Regions from separate parts of the Sus scrofa genome. Here region 1 is linked to region 2. A link is a contact called in public HiChIP or PLAC-seq data. All regions are on one chromosome and are shown on one strand. Each heading gives the region's core, a stretch centred on a gene start, on an enhancer-like site or on the middle of the called end of the contact. The rest is flanking DNA. Distances are from core to core; before and after follow the strand shown.

Evidence for each region. HiChIP or PLAC-seq counts read pairs in DNA pulled down with a chosen protein or histone mark.
Region 1: a contact with region 2 is called in an H3K27ac HiChIP or PLAC-seq map of skeletal muscle. The contact joins the enhancer-like site here to the promoter of PGAM1 in region 2. A contact is called at or near these places in 1 of 5 promoter capture datasets (liver), 7 of 47 Hi-C or Micro-C datasets (liver, omental adipose tissue, psoas muscle and 3 more) and 2 of 2 datasets of contacts at active chromatin or transcription factors (alveolar macrophages and skeletal muscle).

What each region holds. Positions count from the first base shown.
Region 1 is chr14:108,928,731-108,935,441 of Sscrofa11.1, reverse strand. The region is part of intron 1 of UBTD1 (ubiquitin domain-containing protein 1); the gene reads right to left. Among named protein-coding and RNA genes, the nearest start is that of HOGA1, 27 kb to the left of the region's middle. Within about 2 kb of position 1,906, at least 9 of the 83 cell types and tissues checked have an H3K27ac peak or open chromatin away from gene starts, as enhancers often do. A contact at or near this core is called in skeletal muscle, where this site is marked.
Region 2 is chr14:108,817,179-108,824,329 of Sscrofa11.1, reverse strand. PGAM1 (phosphoglycerate mutase 1) reads right to left here and starts at 1,548. Exons shown (of 4, transcript XM_003483535.4): 1 at 1,253-1,548. The coding sequence starts at 1,391.

The sequences.
Region 1 (6,711 bases), core at 657-3,156, 110 kb before region 2:
GATAAGCTCCAGGTCAAAGACAGAGTAACAGACGTGGTCCTTATCCTTAAGAAAGTTGACCGAAGAGAGATTTATAAAACAATGAATGATTCAGGTACACACCTATATATATAGGGGAGGTACAAAATGCCCATGAAAACCATGGGTTTCTGTAACTAAGGTGGCCAGGGAACTGAGCAAAGAATGCACGTTTCTGAGGACAGAGGCAAAAGTTGTGGGGGTTTTGTTTGTTTGTTTTAGGGCCGCACCTTCGGCATATGGATGTTCTCAGGCTAGGGATCTAATCGGAGCTGTAGCTGCCGGCCTACGCCAAGAGCCACAGCAATGCCAGATCCGAGCCGTGTCTGCAACCTACACCACAGCTCACGGCAACGCTGGATCTTTGACTCACTGAGCCAGGCCAGGGATTGAACCTGCAACCTCATGGTTCCTAGTCGGATTCGTTTCCACTGCGCCACGACGGGAACTCCACAAGTTGCGGTCTTGAAGGGTTGCCCGAAACATCACTTGTGCTAGGCCCTCCTGAGGTGCTGGTTAAAAAGCCAGTGTCCCAGGGCCCACCGCAGACCCAGTGAGCCAGAGTCACAAGGGCTGGGCTGGGGTAGGTACTCACTCTGATTGAAGAATCCCACTCAGATCTGGGGTTTCTGTGACTCTCACGTAGGCCGGCAGCTACAGCTCTGATTAGACCCCTAGCCTGGGAACCTCCATATGCCGCAGGTGTAGCCCTAAAAAGACAAAAAAAAAAAAAAAAAAAAAGAATCCCCCTTGTGAACACAGCAAAACAGAAGTGGAAAGAGCACGCTCCTCTAAACCTTAACATCAGCTAGTTCAACAGATAGCCTCCCAAGGTGCTGCTGAGAGCAGATTCCAAGGGGCAAGGGGGAGGGGCGAGAGGGCACGGCCGTCTGGGTTGCAGGGGGAGGGTAATGACAGTGGACGCTGCGGTTTGGCCTGGATAATGAATAGTGTCTGGCGATACCACCCCCAAGGGAGGGTTCCGAGAGAAGAGTGGGAGACAGAATACTAACGATCCCTTCCAATTTGCGTGGAGCTGGGGTGTGGCTATGAGTGCATGCGCGCGTGCATGCTTCGCACTAGTTAATTCAGGATAACTACACAAGAGAGGAGTCTCTAGAACCCACGGGAGGACAACAGGCCTGGCTGCTTCCCCCTGAACTCCCCAGGTTCTCACCAATGTCTGCTGAGTTGAAAATGGACCTGACAAATGCATGGTGCACGGGGAGGGAGCGAGGTGGAGGAGTCACCGCTGAGAGCAGGAAAAGCTGGAGAAAGGTCTGCCCCAACGGCCAAGTCGGGCTGTCCCTCCACTTCTTGATCTCAGACCCCAAGAGGCCCTTACTGTGGCTTTGGGAACTGGCACACCTGAGCCACTGGGATGTGACACCAAGTCTGAGACCAGCCAAGGGGAAGCAGAGATTTCCCAGGACAGTCAGTCCACCCAAGCCAGGAGACGGCCCTATTTATACCTGCCGCAATTCCCAAGCTCCATTTCCAGGCTCGGTTACCAAGCTCCATCCCCAGGTCCCTGTTCTAGGGATGGAGCCAGCAGAGTGCTCCCCAGAAGTCCTGACTGTGTGACAAGCCTGGGCTTGCTCTGGCTGGAGTGAGAGATGAGATGCCAGGCAGAAGGAGAAGCCTGGGCTATGGGGGCTCTTTGGCCAGAACGCAGATGCCAGTCTCTCCCTTCCCCTTCCACCCTGGCCGTCACAGCTGGGCTGCAGGGAACCGGAGAGGTGGCTGAAGAAGGGCACCTGGCAGAGGGGATAAGCAATCCAAAAGAAGGGCAGGTCCAGAAAAGGCTCAGCCCAGCCAAGGAGGGTGCAGGCAGGGGAAGCGGAGCCCAGGTAATCCCTTCAGGAAGCGCGGTATTTATAGTTTGACTTAGCCCAAGATGACCCTCAGAGCCTGAGTAACCTTCGAAAGGAAAGCGCTAGGCCAGCTCAGCTCAGCTGAGGCCTCCCCACGTGGCCTCTTTACAGCCCTGGCCCATCTTTCGCATTCATTCCCTTAGGCCCAGCTCCAGGGTTCAGGGAAGGAAAGGGGTGGAGCCAGTTGCTAAGTGACAGCCCAGGCTTCCTAAACTGCATCCCTTCCTAGGGCACGTTGAGTCCCAGGGGTCCTGGGCAGGGTTGAAGGACGAGAGGCTCTTCTGGGAACCTTGAACTTAGCTCTGTGAGGGCGCCTGTACCTGGGCAGCTGCAGTTCCCTGCAATCATCCAGCTTGTCCCCCTGAGGCTGGGACCACCTCCGGTTTACCTCTGGGGTCCCAGAAACAGGCCCGGGTCTGGTACGCAGCAGGTCTCAATCCCTGTTTGCCCAAAGAGTGAGTGAATGAAGTGAATGGACAGTCTAGAAAAAGGGGGGTGGGGGAGAGCTGGAGAGGGCAGATGCCAGATGAGAGGTGGGGGAGCGGTGGGGACCAGACAGAGCTGCCTGGAAGAAATCCCCATAAAGCAGAGAGGAGAACTGGTGTAGGTGGGCAGCTGCAGCTCCGATCTGACCCCTAGCCTGGGAACACCCATATGCTGCAGCTGTGGCCCTAAAAAGCAAAAAAAAAAAAAAAAAAAGAGAGGAGAAAAAGAAAAAGAGGGTGGCAGAGGTGGCAGTCCAAAGGGACAGAACCAGCCCTGGAGGTGTATTGAGAGGAAACCTGCTGGAGGACAAGGGGCTGGATGTCAGAAACCACAGCCAGTGAGGGCCCGGAATCTTCATGGCCGACGGGAGAGACGACAAAGTGCAGCCAAGAAAAATAAACCTACCCAGGGCCCCCTGCTCGGGCGGCTGCAGGTGTGGACAAAGGGCGCCCTGCACCGTGGAGACAGGGCGCGCTTTCACTGCGTGTGCACACAACGCACACATTTCCTGGGGGGCACTTGGGGCAGCAGGGCCTTGATCTGCTCTCTGCTCTGTGCCCCCAGCGTGGGGCCCTCGGCTGAGCAGCCAGGTGAGGTGAAAGGGGGCATCCTAGGCTGGGCTCTGAGCAACGCTGCCCCTGACCCGAGGTGACTTCCTCCAGCCAGCCCCCTGCCCCATTTCCTGAGGGAAACCTGGCCCGTCTGATCTCTAGAAACAGAACCCCCCCCAGTCCCAGAGTCTACTCTGGGATCCAGCCGGCCGTAAAACCAGCAGCTCCTTTTCTGGGATCGACTGGGAAAGAACAATGTACTTTATCAGCAGAATTAAAGCATCGGGTGTTTGGGAAATGATAGTAACTATCCTTATTTTAAGTTCATGTGAATTAAAAAACAAAACAAAACAAAACAGGAGTTCCCCTTCTGGCTCAGCGGTTACCGAATCTGACTAGCATCCATGAGGACAAAGGTTTGGCCCCTGGCCTTGCTCAGTGGGTTAAGGATCTGGTGTTGCCGTGAGCTGTGGTGTAGGTCGCAGACTCGGCTCGGATCCCGCATTGCTGTGGCTGTGGTGTAGGCCAGCAGCTGTAGCTCTGATTAGACCCCTAGCTTGGGAACCTCCATATGCCCCAGGTTTGGCCCTAAAAAAAAGCAAAACAAAAACAAAAAAACCCAGTCTATTGCTTTCTTGTAGTGAAAATATTCCCATCTCCATCACGTGCTGATTTTTGTTTTCAGGTGCAACACAGGCCTGGCCTGAATGGGAACAGTTCCAGGACTACCAGCTCTAGGGGAAGCTGGATGTCAGATAACTATGAATTAGGAGAAGCAGCATAGCCTGTCTCTCCAATCTGGCTACTCACTTCCACATGAGCTTCCACATGGATGGGGCAGGGAGTGGGGGCGTCTTTGGCTACCGACCACCTGTGTGGGTGCCAGGGCCCACCTCATCATTCCAAGCCTCAGGGTTCCATCTGTAAAGAGGAAGTAGGGCCCACTCATGGGATTGCTGTAAGGACTACAGAGACCACTCTACCCGGGGCTTAAAAGACAGTCGCTTTTGTAGTCAGTCATCAAGCCAAGTCAATAATGCTCATTACCATTATATAATTAACAGAATGAAAGGCTACCATCTTTCCCCCTGACCCCTCCTAAAGTTGCTGTGATTTTTGAAAACTCCTGCTGTGGTGGACTCTTGGTCTCTCCCTCACAGTGCAGGACGATGCAGGGGTTAAATGAGGTTAAGCTTGACAGGGACAAAGAGCAGGCTTGATGGATGCCCGCTTCCCTGTGTGGCTGCACAGCGTAGGGTCAGCACTTTTCCTGGGGCAGACGAGGGAGGATGGCGGCTAATAAATAAAACAGGAACTCCCCAGAGGTTGCTAGAAAGGTCTCCGGTATCTGGCCAGCTCCCCTTGCTACCTCAGGACTCCAGGGAGGAGAGACGGGTCATTGCTACCACAGCTTTCCACAGCCCTGCTGGCAGGAGAGGTCCCTGTGGGATGGGTCCAGACCAGCACCAGCCTGGCAGCCAGGTGTCTAGAGGCCGAATGGCATGGCCTGACTTGTGACACCCGAGACTCTGACCCCCTGGGCGACAGTGCCACCCGTGCTTCACTCAGACACATGCCACTCCATCACGGCAGAGGGTAGGGTCCCCGGAGCTCGGCAGAATCCTGACTCCAGGACTGACTTTAAAGTCACTTATCCTAGCACCTTCGATTTACAGATGGGGAAACCAAGGCTCTGAGAGATGATGTGGCCCGTCTCAAACCCCACGGCTCTTGCCCGTGGGGAGGGATGGGGAGGTGGGGAGGTAAGCTGTTTCTAACAAACCACTCCACTGCCAGTGAAAGCTGACTTATAGCTAGAATATTAAAATGGCCGGGGGTTCAACGCAGAGATGATAAATACTCCAAAAAGAAAAGTAGCAAGAAGAACCCGCTTCAGGAGTGAGAGTGGAGGCATTCCAAGTCGGCCTGACCTTTCCTGTGCCACCAGGAAAGAACGTGCTCTGAGAGCTGGCCCGCCCAGGACACCACTGTGCACCCAGATCTCCTCCAGGCTGACAGACTCAAATCCTGCATGGCTGGTTTGGGGCTCAGTGATGGAGACCAACCTCCCCACCCACTCGACACTCCGGCAAGGCAGCCTCTGTGGGCACGTCCGGAAACATGATGCCAGGGAGAAAGCTATTCCATGGTTGGATGGATGGAAGGGTTAGAAAGTTAACCATCTTATGGTCACCCTTCACTGAGCACTAGCTATGTAACAGGCAGCAGGACAGAGAAACCCAGAGGCTGAAGGTCCAGATTTTGGAGTCACACAGACCTGGGTTTGAACATCAGCTCCATCATAAATTAGACACATGGCGTTCCCATTGTGGCGCAGTGGTTAATGAATCCAACTAGGAACCATGAGGTTGCGGGTTTGATCCGTGGCCTAGCTCAGTGGGTTAAGGATCCTGCATTGCTGTGAGCTGTGGTGTAGGTCGCAGATGCGGCTCAGATCCCATGTTGCTGTGGCTCTGGCGTAGGCCGGTGGCTACAGCTCCGATTGGACCCCTAGCCTGGGAACCTCCATATGCTGCGGGAGCAGCCCTTGAAAGGCAAAAAGACAAAAAAAAAAAAAAAGACACGTGACCTTGGGCAAATGCCCTAAGTTTTCTAGTCTCCTCTTCTGGGAAGCAGGGAGTTAATAACAGCCCACTTCTTAGGGAGGTTGGGAGGACTGAAAAATATATACATGGATAGTACTTTAACTAATAGGATCCAAAAGATTATATATAATAAAGCAACTCACCTAACACCCCACACCCCAGGTGCAGCCTCCCTCACACCATAGCTCTTGCTTGAAGACAGACAGACAGACACACACACACACACACACACACACACACCCAGCACCATACATGCCACAGAGGAGGCACTACTACTGCCACTGAACTGTTTTTGCCCTTTTTTTGCTTTTTAGGGCCACATCAGCAGCATGTTCCCAGGATAAGGGTCCAATCAGAGTTGCACCTGATGGCCTATGGCACAGCCACAGCACTTGGGATCCAAACCACGTCTGTGACCTACACCACAGCTCATAGCAACGCCACATCCTTAACCTACTGAGCTCGAGACCAGGAATTGAACCTGCATCCTCATGGATGCCAATCGGATTTGTTTCTGCTGGGCCACAACAGTAATTCCTGTTTCGCCCCTGTTATTAACATTATTCTTTTTTTAAAGTGAAAAAAAATTTTAAAGGCGCTCCCGCTGTGGCACAGTGGGTTAAGAAGCTAGTGTTGCCACAGCTGTGATTTAGGTTGCAGCTGCGGCTGGGATTGGATCCCTGGCCAGGGAACTTCCGTATGCCACAGGTGTGGCCAAAAAAAAAAAAAAAAAGAGTTCCCAGGCCAGGTATGAACCCACGCCACAGCAGCACCCCAAGCCCCTGCAGTGACAATGCCAGATACTTAACCTGCTGAACCACACAGGAACTGCTTAGCATTATTCTTTTGACCTGGAATCCACTGGCTCTGCTCTCTGGGAGGACACAGAACAAGGCACCACCTCTGTCACAGGGTAACACTTTGCTCTTCTCCAGACTGAAGATCCCTGTTCCCTCCACTATTCCTCTGGATTCTTCACCATCCCCAGCCCATCCACCCTCCTCTCAACTAACCAACTCACCTAGGAGCCCACGGGACGTCTGCTCAGCAGCACCCCCCCTCCCCCAGCTCTGGCTTCCTCTGTCTGAGCACCAACCTCACTGCCTCCACAGCAAACACAAGTCTGCCCAGCACTGCTACGGCTGGAGCTAGAACAGTCCCCGTGGCCCTTCCCCT
Region 2 (7,151 bases), core at 299-2,798:
CATGCAGTTCTTCCTGCCAGGCAGCAGGAGAGAAAATGGCCTCCTTTACCAGCACATTCCCTAACCTGGCCGCTCCTAACTGGTATGAGGTCACACCAGGCCATCCCCAAGCATTCACACACATCCCCAGCAGGATTCCATTTCCCAGACCTCCCCACCCTCTGCTTCATTTCTAAAGGATCCGGAGTGAAGGCAAGAAGCTAGAGAGAGCAAACTGGGGCCAAATACCTGATTCACATCAACCAGGCATCAATGACCCTTTTAAATGGCTACTGCTTTGTCCAGTGGTTAGGAAGGTGCAGGGCAGGATCAGGGGAAACACCTCCTCAGTCCAGAGAGTCTTTGAAATGCTGGCAGCAAGGCATGCTTCCTTACAAAGGATCCAAAATCACAGAGAGCTGTCTGCCCCGGCGGGGGGAGCCTGGGTAGGTAAGCTTATCTCACCGCCACTGCCACCTTCGCCCAGCGTCCTGGCCAACAGCCTACCAGTTCCTCACACCTACCTGTTACTCAACCCCAGAACAGAGGCCAGGGGAGCAGACTAGGAACAAGGGGTGACCTTGAACAAGTCATCCTTTCAAGCCTCACTTTCCCAGCTATTAAAGAGAGCCAGTAAGGAATGGGAAAAAATAAAATCTGTATACTTTATGGGATTATGAAAAGGATCAACTCAAATCCCTCATTCATTCATTCAATTACATCTGCGCGTGCATTTTGGACAGAGGATTTGTGGAATGCTGCTAAACAGCATCCCACACAAGCACGTGCATGTCTTCATATCTGGAACCGTGCTGGTCTCCCCGCAACCCCCACCCCTACCCCCACCCCAGTGCCGCATCACACCGCCAGAACCGGGAAAAGCGCGTGGCCTGCCGCTTCACCAGAATCCGCAGCTGCCTCTTGAGTAGGTTTGGTTATAGCCGCTGGAAGATTCTGGGCATCCAATTTAGTCGCCCGTCCCCGAGTTACTAAATGATGACTAGAAAGGGAGAATTTCACAAGGCAGTGTTGCGGAGGCCGCAAGGGTCCTCTTCAGGCGCGCGGCCCCTCACACTCGGGAGACTAGGTGACCTTGAGTAAGTCGATTCGCTACCCTGGGCGCATTTTCTCAACTGCAACATAAACGGCTGAAGCGATAAAGCCCAAAGTCTCAGCCCTCTAGCGAGGGTGGGGGGCAACCAGGCGGCCCTGACGCATCCGCGCCCGCTCGGGCCTTCGCAGCTCCCACCCACCTCCCCGGCCCGCTCCGCACCTCGCAGCGCCTGCCCGCCGCGCTTCGCCTCCTCGTGCCCCGCCGGGCTCAGGTCCGCGTCGTACCAGCCGCTGAAGCGGTTCTCCAGGTTCCACGCGCTCTCACCGTGCCGGATCAGCACCAGCTTGTAGGCAGCCATGGTGGCAACTCGGGGTGCGGCGCAGACTGGGGCTCACCGAGATTCCGGAGTCTCGGCCAGGCCCCCGGCCGCGCCTGCGCGCTCGCGCCCTACCGCTAGGCTCCAGCGCACTTGCTCACTCAAATCTTTCCACTCGCTCGGGGCCGCCCTCCGCCCATCGGTGTACGCATGCGCCCCAAGCAGGCGCTGCAGGCTCCGGGGTGAGGGGAAGGACGGCAGGGCGCATGCGACTTCCGCCGCCCGCCAGGCGTCCGCCGCCCCAGTCACGGAGCGCACGTAAGCGCCGGAGGGCTTCGGTACTTTTGGGCGGCGGCGGGTCTTGGATGCGGGCAGGAGTGTTGTATCGCCCTTATTCATCAGCCCTTCGTTGTGAAAAAAATGGTCTTTGGCATTTGAGTTACTCTAGGCTCGGCCAGATCACTTTGCCATCTGTACAGAAAGTTTGATTAACACACCTGGATTGGAATCTTCACTTTGTTTTTTGCTTTGTATCTTTGGGCAGATCGCTTAACCTCGCTCAGCCTCATTCGTAAATGAACATTATAAATACTTAGCTGGTGCCTAGCTACCTGGAAGATGCTTAGTAATTGGTTGTTGTTTCTATTTCCATGGACACTGATCTCTTATTTTACACATAAGAAAACGCTTTGACTGCTGGCTCGAAAGCCATGCTCTTTATCCAACATAGGGCCGTTTGTCCAACCTGTTTATCTCTCACAGCCTCTAGTCAGTGCCTCCTCCTGGACCAGCAGAAGCAAACCCTAAGCGGATCAAACGCTCCAGAAGAAGGGTCACTGCCTGTCCCTCCTGTGCACTCAGTCATCAGTTTAAGTATCTGCTTATTTGCAAGCTTTCTGCTGCCCATCTCACTGTGTCCTGGTTTGTTTCAATCTAGCCCCCCCCCTTTTTTGTCTTTTTTTGTCTTTAGGGCTGTACCAGCGGCATGTGGAGGTTCACAGGCTAGGAGTTGAATCAGAGCTGTAGCTGCCGGCCTACACCACAGCTACAGCAACGCCAGATCCTTAACCCACTGAGCGAGGCCAGGGATCGAACCCATGTCCTCATAGATGCTAGTCGGGTTCATTAACCACTGAGCCACGACGGGAACTCCCAATCTAGCCACTTTATTGAGCATCAGATATGAGTCAGGCGTCGGGCTAGGGTCAAAGACAGGCTGGATGTGTTTTCTGCTCTTCACAGCAAGTGAAGTGGAAATAAGCCCTATGCGTACACAGCTAACAATGCAATTGTGCTCTGTCCTCTTTTTGACAGATGTAGAAAAGTTTTTAACATGCACTCATGAAACACCTACTATGTGCCAGACAGTGTTTAAAAGTGCTTTGCAGGAGTTCTCCTGTGGCACAGCCATGTTAAGGCTCCCGAATTGTCGCTGCAGTGGCTTGGGTCCCTGCTGAGGAGTGGGTTGGATCCCTGGCTCAGGAACTTCCATATGCTGAGGGAGCAGCCAAAAAAAAAGAGTGCTTTACAAATGTTAACTCCTTTTTTTTTTTTTTTTTTTTTTTTTTTTTCCATTTCTTGGGCTGCTCCCTCGGCATATGAAGATTCCCAGGCTAGGGGTCTAATCGGAGCTGTAGCCGCCAGCCTACGTCAGAGCCACAGCAACTCGGGATCTGAGCCTCATCTGCAACCTACACCACAGCTCATGGCAATGCCGGATCCTTAACCCACTGAGCAAGGCCAGGGATCAAACCTGTATCCTCATGGTTCCTAGTCGGATTTGTTAGCCACTGAGCCACGACGGGAACTCCAAATGTTAACTCCTTAATCCTCATATCCTTGTAACAATCTTATGAGGCCAGTACTATTGCTTCCCTGTTTACTGAAGAGGAAACTGAGGGACGAGGCAATTTGCCCAAGGTTACAGGAACCAGGATTCAAACCTAGGGTGGCTGGCTCCCAAGTCCATGCACACCTGACCTACTACTCTTTGGTGGCCTCCACATACTTGGTGCATTTTAGGCATTTGTCAACTTTGAAGAGTGGGAAGGATTTGAGAGGCAGAGAAAAGGCACCTTGGGAATGACATGAACCGAAACATAGAGGACTGGTGTGTGGCTATATTATCTACCATATGTGAAAGTTTAGCGGGTCAAGTGTTTTAATGTACTAATTTCATGTGATGTAGGTACTATTCATAGCTCCATTCGACAGATGAAGAAACTGAGACCCAGAGAAATAATTTGTGCAAAGTCATAGCTTGGGCAGAAGTGGAGAAGAAAGCAGGACTTGAACCCAGGCAGTCCAGTGCCCTATCGTGTTCTCTAACCACAGTGCCCCACTGCCCCCCTCCACTGCAGCTGGGCAGAGATGGAATTTAGTGACCAGAGCAGTGACTAGGATGAGGTCCAGCATGAAAAAACTGCTGCACTTGGAGCTTACAAACTCCTGGGGCTGCAAAGCAAGAACTGCCCTGGAAAGCCTCCTTGTTCAAGCTCCCACATGGGGGGCCTTGGAAGACTCCCCCTTTGGAAGTTACCCCTCTGGTCATTCCTTCTGCTTGGTCATCCCAATACTGATGCCCAGGCCCTCCCAGGGAGAGAGAGCTTTTCCAGCCTTAACCTTGGCTTTTCTCACTCTTCTTTTTTGTCCCTCTACCTGGGTCTTAATCCATGCTCCCAGTTCTGGCTGGTGCTGTGTCCCTTTGGTCACCCCCACCCCCACCCCCAGCTCTCTGCTTCTATCCAAGATTTCTGTTCTCTTGGCCAATCTGCATCTCACATTTCTGTAGTGAGTAGGAAGCGTAAGTAGGAAGAAACCTGCCTTGAGTATGTCCGTTTCTAGTTACCCGTGGGACCTAAAATGGGTCACTCAGCATCTCATCCTCACTTTCCCCATCTGTAAACTGAAAGAAGAATCATATCATATCCGCTTAAAGCGCTGTTGTGAGGAATAAATGAGACGATGCGTGGGAAGCACTTAGTGCTGTGTCTAGCAAAGAGTCACAAATGATAATATTTAACATATTAATAATAAATATCCCAGAAATGCGATCAGGAAGACAAAAACGACTTAATGAGGCACCAGTTCAGAGGGTGCCAATCTAGAGGATCAATGGAGAGATCTCCCTTCAAGGAGGATACCCGCTAGGGGGTGGCTTACCCCCTGGGATTGGAACTGAGCAGATAACTAGGATTCTTCGGGCAGGAGGCCAAAGGCATCTGTTCCACCAGCCTTGGGACAGAGTCCAGGAATCCTACTTTACTGCCTTCACCAATCCCTTCTGCCTCTGGAAGGAATGTCTCATCTCCTTGGAATTCTGAGAAACTGTGATAACTCATTTACAGTATATTAACTTTGATCATCAGAGGTTTGTTACGTATACATCAGATCCACTCAACTAGAAACTGCTTGAGGATGGGCACCGCATCTCCATTTTATTTTATTTTATTTTATTTTTTATTTTTTTGTCTTTTTGCCTGTTCTAGGGCCACTCCCACGGCATATGGAGATTCCCAGGCTAGGAGTTGAATCGGAGGCGTAGCCACTGGCCTACGCCAGAGCCACAGCAACATGGGATCCGAGCCACATTGTGACCTACACCACAGCTCACAGCAACGCCGGATCCTTAACCCACTGAGCAAGGCCAGGTATCAAACCCACAACCTCATGGTTCCTAGTCGGATTCGTTAACCACTGAGCCACGACAGGAACTCCTCTCTTTTATTTTTTTACTTTTTTTGCTTTTTAGGCCTGCATCTGCCGCATATAGAGGTTCCCAGGCTAGGGGTCAATCAGAGCTACAGCCGCCAGCCTCCGCCACGGCCATGGCAACGCGGGATCCGAGCCACATCTGCGACCTACACCACAGCTTATGGCAATGCCAGATCCTTAACCCACTGAGCGAGGCCAGGGACCAATCCTGCATCCTCATGGATCCTAGTTGGGTTCTTTAACCACTGAGCCACTGCAGCATCTCCATTTTATACACCCACACACAAGCTTTAAGCATGATGCCTTTGCCCTTGGTCAATGCCCTGAGTGTCAGAGTGGGAAAGACCTTTCTAATCCTCCACTGCAAATCCCTACCTCCGGCCACCTTCAATTCACACATCATTGGGGAGGAAAGTGAGGTAACATCTTCAAAAGAGCCGAGGATGAGCAGGGAACCGGGTTCATCAGTGAGAAGTGAGAGGTGAGCCACGAGGAAGGGCCCCAAAGTTGGGCCTTGCTGTGTCAGGGAAAGGCAGGAGCCCAGAGAGATCTGGAAAAGGAGGGGAGAGAGAGGATTATGCAAGGACTGTGAAGCCTTTGCTGCCAGAAGCCAGAATTCCTGGACAGAGATGGGGATTCATTCAGCATCTATCACAGCATCACAAATCTGGGGCAACGCTTAGAGCCTATCAAACCAAGATTTCTTAAATGACAGCAAAGGGTAAGGATAAAACCAGTGTGTGTTGCCCTCTACTTTTTTTTTTTTTTTTTTTTTTTTAATCTTAACTGTTATCTCTGCTGAACACAAGACACACAGACATTTGTCAGGGCCGATTCCTGGGCTCTCAAAAGAAGTGGGCGGAGGCAGGAGTGGATTCACACATCCTGGGAACCAAGCAGCGTGAGGGCTCTGATCACAGCAGAGGGCCAGCTTGGGAGGGCAGCCTGAAGGACCCAGGGCACAGCTTCCAGCCAGGTCACCTCCCTGTGAGGGCAAATAAGTCCCCGCTTCCTGCATGAGGGTTGGGGGTCTGTGTTCCAGAGCCTCCTTGGCTGTCATGTCCCAGTTCCTAAACATTCATCAACGACCTCCCTCGTCTCTTCCAAAGGCTGCCCTCACCAGCCTCTAACCCCTGAACTCGGGGCAGACACCTCCCTTCTCGTGCAGTGCTTTAATTCCTGAGTCTCAGGAAAATTCCGTAATCAGCAATCCCAACCCTGTTACCCTCACCGTCCCTTAAAATAACAAAGGCTTCTCTCAGCCTTCCCTTCCCATTAATTTTTTTCTGCAGAAGGGTAATTCCCTTATCAAGTACCAAACATTCAGTGAAGGACCCAATTTAGAATCGCAGTGGGGCGAACCATATTTCCTGCTGGGTGGAAGGTGGGGCAGGGCAGCTGCCACTCAGCCCACAGGACTCCCTGGCAGCACACCACGTCTTTATTTATTAAAACATCTTGCAAACTCATCGCCTGATGTTCAGATCGCCCCCAGGGCAGCTGGTGCCTATGAGGAGGGGGTTTCTGCCTGGGAGAAAGGAGCCCAGATGATCCATCGTGGCTGGTGCCTCAAGACTCTGAGAGTCTAAGAAAGGAAGCAGCGCTTCAGGAGGAATAAAACGCATGCTTCACAGCCTTCTACGGTTGCATCTGAAGATAAGCGGCACTGGAACTGGCTTCCTATGGCTCCCTGACAAAACCCTTCCTTCTCTGACCTCAGAGTCCAGCTTCAAAGTGCGTCCAGCCCACTCATGGTACAAATTCTTTCTCCCTAGATTATGGAACTCACTCTGAAAGGAAACCGCCAGAGGTGCCCCAGGCCCTGTGCCTCCTGGCCCCACTTGTGTTAACTATGATGAGAATGCTCAAGGCAGGGCAATAAGCCAAATGTCTATTCTACTTCCCTTCGCATCAAATTTTTCTTAGTCTCTATTTCTTTTTTTTTTTAGGGCCCCAATGCCCCCGCTCCACCACCACAATCCCCCCACCAGCCCCAGCATATGGAAGTTCCCAGGCTAGATGTTGAATGGAACCTGCAGCTGGCAGCCTACACCACAGCCACAGCAATGCCAGATCTGAGCCTCATCG